Regions from separate parts of the Zea mays genome. Here region 2 is linked to region 1. Evidence: chromatin contacts called from public Hi-C data. All regions are on one chromosome and are shown on one strand. The core of a region is the stretch at or near the end of the contact, and the rest is flanking DNA. Distances in the headings are between cores, read along the strand shown. Region 1 holds the start of LOC100283408. Region 2 holds the start of LOC100191922 (3-hydroxy-3-methylglutaryl-coenzyme A reductase 2).

Region 1 (5,595 bases), core at 304-2,803:
CCTCAAGAATAGCTTATTTAATATTATTTTTAGCAAAAGACTTATGTAAATAGAAATTACAATATATGACATCATTGTTTTCTCACCTCAAATAAACAAACAAGGGTACTGTAGTCTTTGTAAATAATCTGCATTTGTATAATCTAGACTACCAAACAGCTACATATAGATTATAATCTATCTAGATTATATAATCTATAAGCTAAAACAAGCATGCCCTAAGCATGCTTAAGCTAGACATTCCGACAGAAATTGCAGAATGATTCAATTAAAATGGCCTATCCTATAGATGCAAAGTAAAGAAGAGGTTCCTTCTTTCTTAAAGAAGGCTGTAAAAGTACTAATTTACTGACACCACTCTTGCAGTCCATCAGCTCAGATCTGATCGAAAGCCAACCAGCAATTCTGAGCAAATCTGGACTCCAGGCCGTATTTTATAATTCGTTGTGACAGAAAATACAAGAAATTAAACAAGAATAAAACTGCCCCTCCCCGTTCTTGAGTTTCATCATAAAATAAGAAAGCAACAAAAAAAATGCGGTCTCGGATGATGAGGGTGCACCAATATTACCGAGCGCAGCCACGTGCTTCTTGTTGGTGGAGCCCTTCGGCCGGCCCCGCTTCTTCGCGCCGTCCGGCGACGCTGACGGCGCAGTGTTCGGCGCCTTCGGGCCGTTAGGCGAGAAAGGACCGGAAGCTCCAAGAGCCGCCGGCGCCGGCTCCCCAGCCATGGATGCGGGCACCAATGCCAGCGACATGGAGCCGTCGGGGCCGTACTTTCTTGGCCGGCCACGCTTTTTCTTGGTCCCCGGCTCACCCGCGCCACCCGAGTGCACGGGCGCGCCACCATTGCCTCCTACGCCAGCCAAGCTTGAAGCAGACGCGGCGCTGCCGCCCACGGGCTGGTATGTCGCCGTCGCGGGCGGCACGGAGCTCACCGGGGTGAAGATGGCGGTGCCGTCCGTCGTGTACGCCATGCGCAGGCCCTGCGTGCCCCCGGAGGACGGCGGCGTTGCCGGGGTCTTCGGCAGCCCGAACGGCTCCCTTCCCGCCATCACTCCTTGCTCCGGAGACGGGCTCACCTCCATCATTCCACACCGAACAGGTGCGCCGAAGCAGAAGCGGAACTACGAATCTGGCAATCTGCGGCTGTCTTCAGCGATTTTCCTTGACTGAAGGCGGCCGCTCTCCTGCTTCACAGCAAATCGGACAACCGGCGAAGCGGGTAAGAGCTGCAAAAACCATAAACCCCCGCTGATCAAAGCTGGAAAAATTGACATGAACAGATCAAGTTTTACAGCGTAGGGTGGCGGCAACCTGTGTAACGGCGGGGAAGAAACGAGGAGAGATGGAAGGAATATAAGCCGTAAATCACAGTAAAAAAAGACAGAGAGAGAGAGAAAAGAATGAAGAAGGTAAGGATTTGGCAAATAAAGCAGATAAATTAGAGATTACCCGCTCGAGAAATGAAGCAGAGAATTCCTCCAGGAGGTCTTCAGAAATTAGTATAGCACTAGGAAAATGGAGACAGAAGGCAGGAAAATAGTCAGGGATAGCAAGACGCAGAGCTCGCACACTGGCAGGTTAAGCGGCGGAGCTCAAGAGTCACCACTCACCGGAGGCCAATCAAAGAACTCAGCTCAAGCAGCCAGCTAACGATAGAATTCAATGGATTTGGCTTATATCTCACGTAATTTCCCCTCACATCACATAGCCTTCTTCTACCTCGATTTTCCTTTCTTTCGTTTCTTTTCCTTTTCCGAGCTCTCCTCTTGGAAGTTGGCACGTAATCTTTTGTGAAAAGAAAATGGTTTTAGCCGGGAATAAAAAGAAAATTAGGCGGGTAAGTGAAGCACGTCAGGATTGCATTGGTAAGGGTCTACCTTATTTGACCCCCTATGCTTATTTTATTTAGTTTGCGGCCTCCTATGCTTTTGGCTTTATCTGCTCCTGCATATTATTTTTTTAATCTTTTGCACGTCTGTGTTTTACACTGTGCACATGGACCTAACCATGACCATTTCCAGCCACATGACAACTGGCATGCAAAATCGGAAAACAAAATTAAAGGACCTTGTTTTCGTTTGACCAAAGTCTAGAGCTCATGCCAAAGGGAATTTGAAATTCTCAATCATGCTAAACTTAAACCTATTTTAAATGAAAATTTTGTGTGGGCTATCGCTAGCAAACAGTATCTTTTTAATGCGTGCACATATTAGAATTCAGGATATTTTTTATGCACTAAGCTTTATTTTATATTTGGCAATTGTTTTTAGTTTGACGTTACAACATTTACGAAAAAAATGATTTCTCTTGCAAATATTTTTTATATGTTATGCAAAAAGATTAGAGATTTTAAAACATCTGGATTGATGTTGGACATTTTTTTTAAAAAAAGTTAAGTGTATGGAAAATAGTTACCCATGTGTCTAAAGCTTGGTTTGTAGGTTTTATTGGATTTTTAATTCTAGGCTATTCTAACTTGTATGAGACTAAAAGACTTTGTTAACGTTCGTTATCATTGATAGAGATTTCAAAGCATCTAGCAAAATTGTACTATCCTACTTAACAAATTCTCGTGAGATTTCACACATGTGCCCCGGCCATTCGCGAGCCTTCAATTTAATACAGCACTAATTGGACCTACTTACGGGCTAGATGAAGATTTGATTTTAATTCACAGATTTCACGGGATTCGGTACTCTGCACCAGGAAATTCTGTTGCCGGGGACTTTGTTTTCTGTTAGGTGACACAAAACATCAAAAAGTCGGCACCAGAACCACCGAACCCAGTCAGCAAAATCGGATTTGGTGCAGAGACGGAATAGAAACCGGACACGGCATCCTAACAAAAATGTCATTTTTATTCCAAGCGATTTTGACATAAAACAGCATGTATGTATGCACTAGAACGAACGCGCGGACCCCACGCTAAAATCTGAGCCTTTTTTTCCCGTCCCGCGCGGGGCCCTGCTTGGTCCTTCACGGCAAAGCATGCGTTCGCGTGAGTTTCTCCCGTTTATGCGTGGTCCTCTGAAATAATTGCAGACAACTTTAAAATAAATAAATTAATTAATAATTAGCTTTTAGAAACTGTGAGATGGAAATGATGCACTTGCACTAGAGAAGACGAGAGCCCTACGCAGCTACGCTCTTGAGAGATTGAGTGCATGCCAAGAATCAGCCTGCAAAACCGAATAAAGTCTTTCCACCTTTTTATTTATTGTTATACCGCCACTGGACACTTTTAACTTGAACTTGTCCAGCACGTGTCGCCTGCATCGTCCTTATCGCTCTCGCTTGGCTTCTTTCATCTGATCACCTCTTGTCATGCAATTTGTGATTTAGCATGCGCCTTGTTTTGCCGTCCGGACGTGCTAATTCCATGCGAAGTTTTTTTAAAAAAAAATTGGGGAGAAAGCCCAAACAAAGTGGAGGTGCGTGAGACCAAGATTTGTAGCTGGCGGCACGGAATATTTTGGGTATAAACCTTGCGATAGAAATATAATTGTTCTTAATAGTATGTTAATATTACTGATTATTGCTTCCATTCCGTTGAAGCTTATGCCAGAGGAAAAATATACGTAAATCCTAGGAAAAGACATTTGTCAGGTCTTCCACACCTCCACTCCTAGCAAGAATCAGTCTCGTGCAGCCAAACGACAAAAAAGTAACTCCATGGTGGGAGTGTAGTGAATCTAGTCACCAATTTGTAGTAGAGAGTGAGAGTCAAAAAATATGCTTCCCGCCGCTTTCAATCTGCTCCCTACTCTCCAACCCCTCATAAATCACTTAACACATTATTTGTCAAACAGTGTTAGCCAGATAAATTCACTTCTACTAGATAATTGTGGGGGACAGATATCCCCGGGTCCACTGGAAGAGTAAAAGACCTCACGAAAGGCCCAAGGGCCCAATAAATTGTAAGGTCATTCTTTCGTGGGCCTGGAGAGAGACAATCAGCAAAGCAGGTCGACATGAGGCCGGATTGGTGCGAGCCCGGACGGCCCACAACGTCGAGCGAGCGACCACAACAGAGATCCGACTTTCCCGCGCTGGAGCCCCCATGCAACGGAGCCATGCGAGGATAGGTCGGCAGAACTATAGGGAGATAAACTCAAACAGTTCACTATCTTTTAGTTACACATTGTTATCATATCCACGTGTATTGCCCCACGGTCGAATATATAAGGCCTAGGGGGCACCCCTTCAGAACGATCGACCCTATTACTCAGCCACCCACCTCAACTCTCTGCATTCTCGATTCGGAGAGCTCCCTTGTAACCTCATTCACCAAGCATACTCACCAGGACGTATGGTGTTACGCATCTCTAAGCGGCCTGAACCTGTAAACATTGTCCACTGTCCCTCGTGCATCTGGCACGAACCATTTTGCTACAGTCGGCGACACCGTTGTTCAATGGATTTTTATATGCTGATACATGTACGTACACGTTGAAAAATAATAATGGAATAATAATGAACAGATCCGATGATCAATTAGTAAAAAAAAAAGGGGCTGAAGATAATAATGGAGTTGTGGTTACGTGATGACTTTGGGATCTTTCTATCCAATCCATGCATGCCTGAATATGCTTATTTATCTACAAATGTTGGCCGCATGCACTGCGATCCAAAATATTCGCGTGATTAGTTGACCGGAACAACCTGAGCAATAAAATAGCTTCAGCGCAGTCCTTATCCAAAGAACCGGCGCATGCGAGGGATGGTGAACTTATCCTTACGTGAATTTCTGAACGCACTCACGAGTACTGATCCGTTTGCCAGCTGCCTATAAAGAAGCAGAGTACCAGAGAGGGAGGCCATCGTAGATCCAGCTGCAACTGACGCCGCCGGCCAGAGAGATCGGCCAGAAGAGAAGACACGCAAAAAAGGGGGTGCAGCGCCAGGAAAGAAAAGGGCCTCGCCGCCGGCCGCCATCCGTCGTGATCCGAGAGAACAGGAAGCAGCCGTCGGGAGACGCGACCAGAGAGAAGCCACCGGAGGAGAGTGCCAACCGCCATCAGGAAGGCATCGCTCCTAGCATTCACGCCGTTCAGTCAGAGAAGTCATCCACGCGCAGCAACACATATTCCCAGCCATCATCAGAGAGCATTCCCAGCCATCATCAGAGAAAAGAAGGCAGTAAAAGGAAGCTAACAGAGGAAGACGCCAGGAGGTTGCTGAAGACGCCCAAATACAAGTCAGAATAAAGCACCAAAGCAGCAGCCAACGCTTGCAAGACAATCAACATCCATCCATATGGCATTCACGACATCCATGGGTGAGAAACATTTTTAATCTATTTTCTATTATCTAATCGCAGGGGGTAAAGGACAGAACGTGACGAGCTACCTGATCGCACCCAGTCCATCAGCCACCTCACCTTCATCACTGTCGGTGCGTCCACCTTACCACTGCAGCGAGCTGCGCTATCAATAGATACCAAGGTTCCCTGGAAGCACCGTCCCACGACACACGCGCCTGTATCAGCATCGGCAGCATCGTCCCAGCATCCATCGGCTCACCAACGACACGTTCTGGTGATCTGATTCACATGGGCTCCTTACCGCGACTTTGCCCCTGTATGGCAGA
Region 2 (6,345 bases), core at 6-2,505, 320 kb after region 1:
TGATATGAAAATATATTTTACATTTAAAAAAACAGGATTGGCATTTTGTTCAGCAAAACTGGACTACTATTGTAGGATGTGTCGAGAGGACACCGACGACTAGTGCCCGGTGGCGGAGCTCCGTAAAATTAACGTCACAGGTCACTCTACAAATATAATGATGTACTACTCCGTCTTTTCATTTTCACAATTTAGTTCAAAAATGAACTAGGAGACGATAACTATTTAAGAACAGGGTAGTAACATTTAAATCAATCCAGTGGAACTATGACAGGTAGGGAATGTGGATCGAACATTTGGGAACAATTACTTACAATAGGGGAGAATCACGGGTACATTGTAGCAGACAGTCACTGTCCATTGGCCAGGAGGCACTCCGCCCTTGCCTATGAATAAGAAAAAAGGGAATCAGATTGAGGAAGTTGTATAGCTTGGGAGAAGATGTAATGGTAGGGGCAGATTTGTATGGGCGGTGGCGTGATGCCAGTGCAGGTCGCGCGCGCGTCGCTGCTGCAGGGTCGCAGGGAGGCTGGAGGCGGACTGGCGGAGGCAGATGTCGGACTAGCGGTGGCAGATGCCTAAGTCAGAGCCCGCCCGGTCGCCTCGAAGGTTGCTGCCTTATGCCATTGCCGGATCTGTGGATCCCAAAGGCGTGGAGAATGATAGAGGACTAGAGGGAGGCGGTCATGCCGCTAGCAATATAGGAAGCGCAACCACGCAGATTTGCGAAATAATTGAAAGAGTGTGTTCTCGTGACTCGAGCGATAGAGGGAGGTCGCTAGCGCTAGGCTCAATCGCTGCAAGCAGGATGTCTTTTAGACTACATTTTTGGACTGAAATTTATTTTAAACAAGATTTTTTGGCTGAAGAGAACTTTTAGGCTGCGCCCTGGGTCACGGGGCCAGGAGGCCCGGGCCCAAATCCGCCCCCACTTAGCGAGCGTACGTGACATGGCACTAGAGGTGTATACTATTGTAGCAGAAACGAAGAAACGTAGGGCTGCAAAGTGGACACCATCTAGGCGTATACCTGTCCTGTCCAGAGTCCTGAGTCCGGACTCCAGACAGACCATCCAAACTGCAGAAACCATACGAAACCGTCAAACTGTAGCAGTAGCGGCCCGGGAGAGGCCAGGCACGACCGGGGCCCAACGAACCATGGTAGGCCCAGCCTGTCAACGATTCCGCTGAGTTCAAGGGTAGCGGCGGCGAAGCTATATGAGAGCGCCCGGCCCCAAATCAAATCCCCAAACCCCCGTCCTCCTCGCCGCTCCGCCGCGCGGTTGAGCGCCGACGAGCGAGCCCACCGCTGCCTCGTCCGCCCTATGGATATGGATGTCCGCCGCAGGGTTCCACCGCCGCACGGGAGCGTCCCTAGGCGCCAGCAGGCGACCGGGGCCGAGGGGGAGCGGGTGCGTGTGCAGGCGGGTGATGCGCTACCGCTGCCGATCCGGCACACGAACCTCATCTTCTCGGCGCTGTTCGCCGCGTCGCTGGTGTACCTGATGCGTCGGTGGCGGGGGAAGATCCGCGCCTCCACGCCGCTCCACGTGGTCTCCCCCGCCGAGATCTTCGCCATCTGCGGCCTCGTCGCGTCGCTCATCTACCTCCTCAGCTTCTTCGGGATCGCCTTCGTGCAGTCCGTCGTCTCCAGCAGCGACGACGACGAGGACTTCATCGTCGACTCCCGCCACGCGCGGGCGCGGGCGCCGCCGACGCCTGCGCAGACCCCGTGTGCGCTGCTGGGGAGCCCCGCCGCCGCGACGGAGAAAATGCCGGAGGAGGACGAGGAGATCGTGGCCGCGGTTGTGGCAGGGAAGATCCCGTCCTACGTGCTGGAGTCTAGGCTGGGAGATTGCCGCCGGGCCGCCGGGATCAGGAGGGAGGCGCTGCGCCGGATCACCGGAAGGGATATGGACGGGCTCCCGCTCGACGGGTTCGACTACGCGTCCATCCTGGGCCAATGCTGCGAGCTGCCGGTCGGGTACGTGCAGCTTCCCGTGGGCGTCGCCGGACCGCTCCTGCTCGACGGGCGCCGCCTCTACGTACCGATGGCCACCACCGAGGGCTGCCTCGTCGCCAGCACGAACCGCGGATGCAAGGCCATTGCCGAGTCCGGTGGTGCCTCCAGCGTCGTTTTCAGGGACGGGATGACGCGAGCCCCGGTCGTCCGGTTCCCGTCTGCACGCCGCGCCGCTGAGCTCAAGGCCTTCTTGGAGGACCCAGCGAACTTTGACACCCTGGCCGTGGTGTTTAACAGGTAAGAACGCTAGATTCCAAATCAACGTCACGTTGTCCCTTTCGACCCATGCTCCACGCGCTCAACGATTACCATTAGGCTAGCGCGTCTCTTGGGCTTGACGACACGTCTATGTGCATCCATCTCCATCAAAGCAGTAGCAGTTGTCATCAGTCACTTTTTTTAATCCATAAATTGCCTGTACGGTTGCCCACTTTTTGAACTTGAGGGTTGATGGTGGGATTATGTGATGACCGACCTGGTTTGGGAAATATTTGTGCAGATCGAGCAGATTTGGAAGGCTGCAGGGAGTGAAGTGTGCGATTGCAGGAAGGAACTTGTACATGAGGTTCAGCTGCAGCACAGGGGATGCCATGGGGATGAACATGGTCTCCAAGGGTGTGCAGAACGTGCTGGACTACCTCCAGGCCGACTTCCCTGACATGGATGTCATCAGCATATCAGGTTTTCCCATGTTATAAATTCTTAAACTGTATTTGTGAATTTAATCTGCTTTGTTGTGCATCCGATTGTTTCTGCGAGATAAGCACATTCAGGAACCAGGTAGAAAATTCTTTCTGATTATACTTCCTTTGATCAGAAATATAAGTCCATTCAGTCATTGACGCGGTCTCTAATATGACTCTATGACTATTAGCAATATCAGTGAAATACAATATCTTAAATGGAAAGAGGTATAGTTTATGATGAAAACACTGTTCATAATCAGTCTAATATGCTTACCTTTATGTTGGAAATCTATAAAGTATTTTAAATATTGAGGGCCTGTTTGGGGACACAATATTTTCTTAGTCCCAAAACAATACCATGGTATTTTAGACCAAAAAGGCGTTTGGGAGCATATCTAACAACTCTGTATTTTAAACCATGGTTTTACCAATACCACAGTATTTTTGGAGTCAAGAAAGCTTTGGTCGGACCAAAGCTTTTGGCTTGCATATAGCTGCAGTCTTCTCTTCTCCTACACTACAACTAAAATATTTTGTCTCCAAACAGATGTTGGGTTGGACTGATGTAAAATATACTACAGTTATGCCATGACATACAATAAACTATGATATTATAAACTGCTGTTTTGAGAAACAGAGATCCCAAACAGGTCATGATAGTACAAAGGTTAAATAAAAGTTTGACTTGGAACAAACCTAGATGGACATATTTGCGAAAGTCATTTTTCTAACTCAGATAGACTGGAAACAATCTAGGCATGACCCCGGTAGCAGATATTGACTTCAGTAATTCAGTTGCACACTTATGCAGTTGCGCCTTTCTGGTCGGCTCCTCCTGTATGCGATGAACATTTGAAGTACTAGTACTTACATGGAGAATTCACACACACACACACCCACACGCGCGCGCGCACACACACACACACAACCACTGCATTATACTAGTATAGTGTTTTGAAATGCTATGTCAAGTGTCAACTCATATCTTGCCCATAGCATAAGTAACAGCAGTGAGCTGATTTCCAACATCACAGTAACGAAGTGGCCTAGCAAAGTGTAAAATAACCATTTATCAATGATATGAGAGGGATAGGATGAACATAAAGTGCAGTTTTTGTGGTGGAATCTTTATTAGAACCCGAAAAATGATCTCTTCCCATGTATCTTTGATGCCTTGTGTTTCCTTAAGTAATATAGTCTTTATCAAAATAGGTAACTTCTGTTCTGACAAGAAGTCAGCTGCTGTGAACTGGATTGATGGCCGTGGGAAGTCGGTGGTTTGTGAGGCAGTAATCAAGGAAGAAGTTGTGAAAAAGGTTCTCAAAACAAATGTTCAGGCTCTTGTAGAATTGAACGTGATCAAGAACCTCGCTGGTTCAGCTGTTGCTGGCGCTCTTGGGGGTTTCAATGCCCATGCAAGTAACATTGTGGCGGCCATCTTCATTGCCACTGGTCAGGACCCTGCACAGAACGTGGAGAGTTCCCAGTGTATCACCATGTTGGAAGCTATAAATGATGGCAAAGATCTGCACGTCTCCGTTACTATGCCATCTATTGAGGTTTGAAACATCCTATGTTGATGATGTTTTACTATTCGCCGGATTTATGGTCCCTAATAATTTGGCGTCCATGATTTTTTTAAGGCATAGTGATTGATTGAAACCATTATGTATTACACCCCACTTAAAATAGTTAATTAGTAATTACAATAGATATATTGATAACTGTCTTGTTTTAATATGTGGGTATTCTCATGGTAACACTATTTGCTCCGAGCTAGCACGACCCTTCATTGAGGTCTAAATATACATGGAACCTAGGAATTTGATAATGAAATCATTGTACAGTTTAGAATTCTAGCTATGCTTTTATGATCTTCATCAGAATAATGGATGGGGTCTGTTTCCTACTTGATCTGATTTGCATATAAAAAAATATCTAACAGTTGTTGGTTCTTGTTTTCATAATCAGCAGGCGCTGGCGATAGCAGTCCATATCTGTTTGATTAGTATTTAATCTTGTAGTTTTCTGCTTGTTATTGTTGAGATGGCATCTGGAATGGCATCGGTCTATGCCAAACACTTGCAGAAGATTGTTTGCTAGTGTCATTATCTTATGGCCATGCATTAAGCTATAACTGATGAGGTGTTGTCCTAACCCAAACACAGGTTGGCACAGTTGGTGGAGGCACGCAGCTGGCCTCACAATCTGCCTGCTTGGACCTGCTTGGCGTCAAAGGTGCTAACAGGGAATCCCCAGGGTCCAACGCGCGGCTCTTGGCCACGGTGGTTGCCGGTGCGGTCCTAGCCGCGGAGCTGTCCCTCATCTCTGCGCAGGCCGCTGGCCATCTGGTCCAGAGCCACATGAAATACAACAGGTCCAGCAAGGCCCTTGCAGAGGAAACAGACAAACCCAAGAAATGTTGAATAATATCAAGTTGTTGTTTTATAACCCTTTGGGAGAACGGAGCGAAAAGGGTCCCACAGGATGATTCCTTGCGGCATGCTCGGGTGGAAAGGGAAAAAAACCCTTCTGGCGAAAAGAGAGAATTCAGTCGACTCGTCATATTTACCAAGCGGTGAGACCTGTTGTGGATCCTGGAGTATGACCTATTTAATTCGTTGATGTTGTCGTTATAGTTCCTCTACACTACACTCGTTGACCCCGCCTGCATCTAGTTTTGCCCGTCCATGGGCGGAGAATCTGACCATGGGTTTGTCCCAAGCTTGCATCACAGTGGCGCATCCAGTGACCCACGTGATCTCTGCTTTGCCGCAGAAAATTTTTGCGGAGCAACTGCCGGGTGCTTTGTATTTCAGCTTTGTAAATTTACTTTTATCCAGTCGTTCTGAGTCCAAGCCGTCAGTGCAGTCGGTGGTGTAGTTGATTAAAGTACGAAATGTAAATGGAATAATAAAAATAAAGAGCTGTGTTTTGCATTTATCTAAGAAATATATGTAGAGCTGTGTTTTGCATTTATCTAAGAAATATATGTGGTAAAATGGTACGGTACGATGAGAGTGTTTTGTCATTCCTATTTTCTGTGTCAAAGGACACATTCTTTTTGTTGGAGATTCTAAAATGATTTTCTAAATACAAGAGAAGATTAAAAGACTGCAGGGTATAAAGTTCCTAAATCATGAATACGGTTAAAAAACAATAAATATAGAAAGTCGTGAAAAGGAGCTCTTTGTAAAGAGCCTATCTCTTAAATTTTTTTCACTTAACCTCTAGAGACAGCTTAAGAGACGCTCTATATGGTGCTCATCTCAATAGCATGCTCCGGTCCTATTTTTGTTATCAACAGCATCTCCATTAGTTTCCTAAAAAATACACGAGAAAAACTACTTTAACATTCAATAGCTCTCAATTATTATGTTGTTAAATATTTTTAAATTATACTACTGCCTTTTTATAGTTATTATTTGCAGCTTTAAATTTGGTTTTATTTATACGATAAAGTTCAATAATCATTATTATTCTCTTAATTACTATTTTTCATTCGTATAAGTGTTTGTCGGTTGTTTTTATCTATTTTTTCTGGATGGATCATCTTTAGATTTATCAAACAAGAATAGTGAAATTATTCTTTGCACCACTCAAATTATTCAAAGTGCATCGTTTATATATAGCGTGA

What was found. A called contact is a pair of places that touch in the nucleus more often than the background predicts.
Region 2: a Hi-C map of ear shows a contact between it and region 1, with 3 times the contacts expected there. The contact joins the promoter of LOC100191922 here to the promoter of LOC100283408 in region 1. A contact is called at or near these places in 2 of 25 Hi-C or Micro-C datasets (ear and tassel).

Annotation. Positions count from the first base shown.
Region 1 is chr2:195,307,414-195,313,008 of Zm-B73-REFERENCE-NAM-5.0, forward strand. It overlaps LOC100283408, which reads right to left and starts at 1,554. Exons shown (of 6, transcript NM_001156309.2): 1 at 1,456-1,554; 2 at 572-1,190. The coding sequence starts at 1,091.
Region 2 is chr2:195,625,640-195,631,984 of Zm-B73-REFERENCE-NAM-5.0, forward strand. LOC100191922 (3-hydroxy-3-methylglutaryl-coenzyme A reductase 2) reads left to right here and starts at 1,256. Exons shown (of 4, transcript NM_001137346.1): 1 at 1,256-2,259; 2 at 2,522-2,703; 3 at 3,921-4,267; 4 at 4,877-5,693. The coding sequence starts at 1,325. The coding sequence ends at 5,134.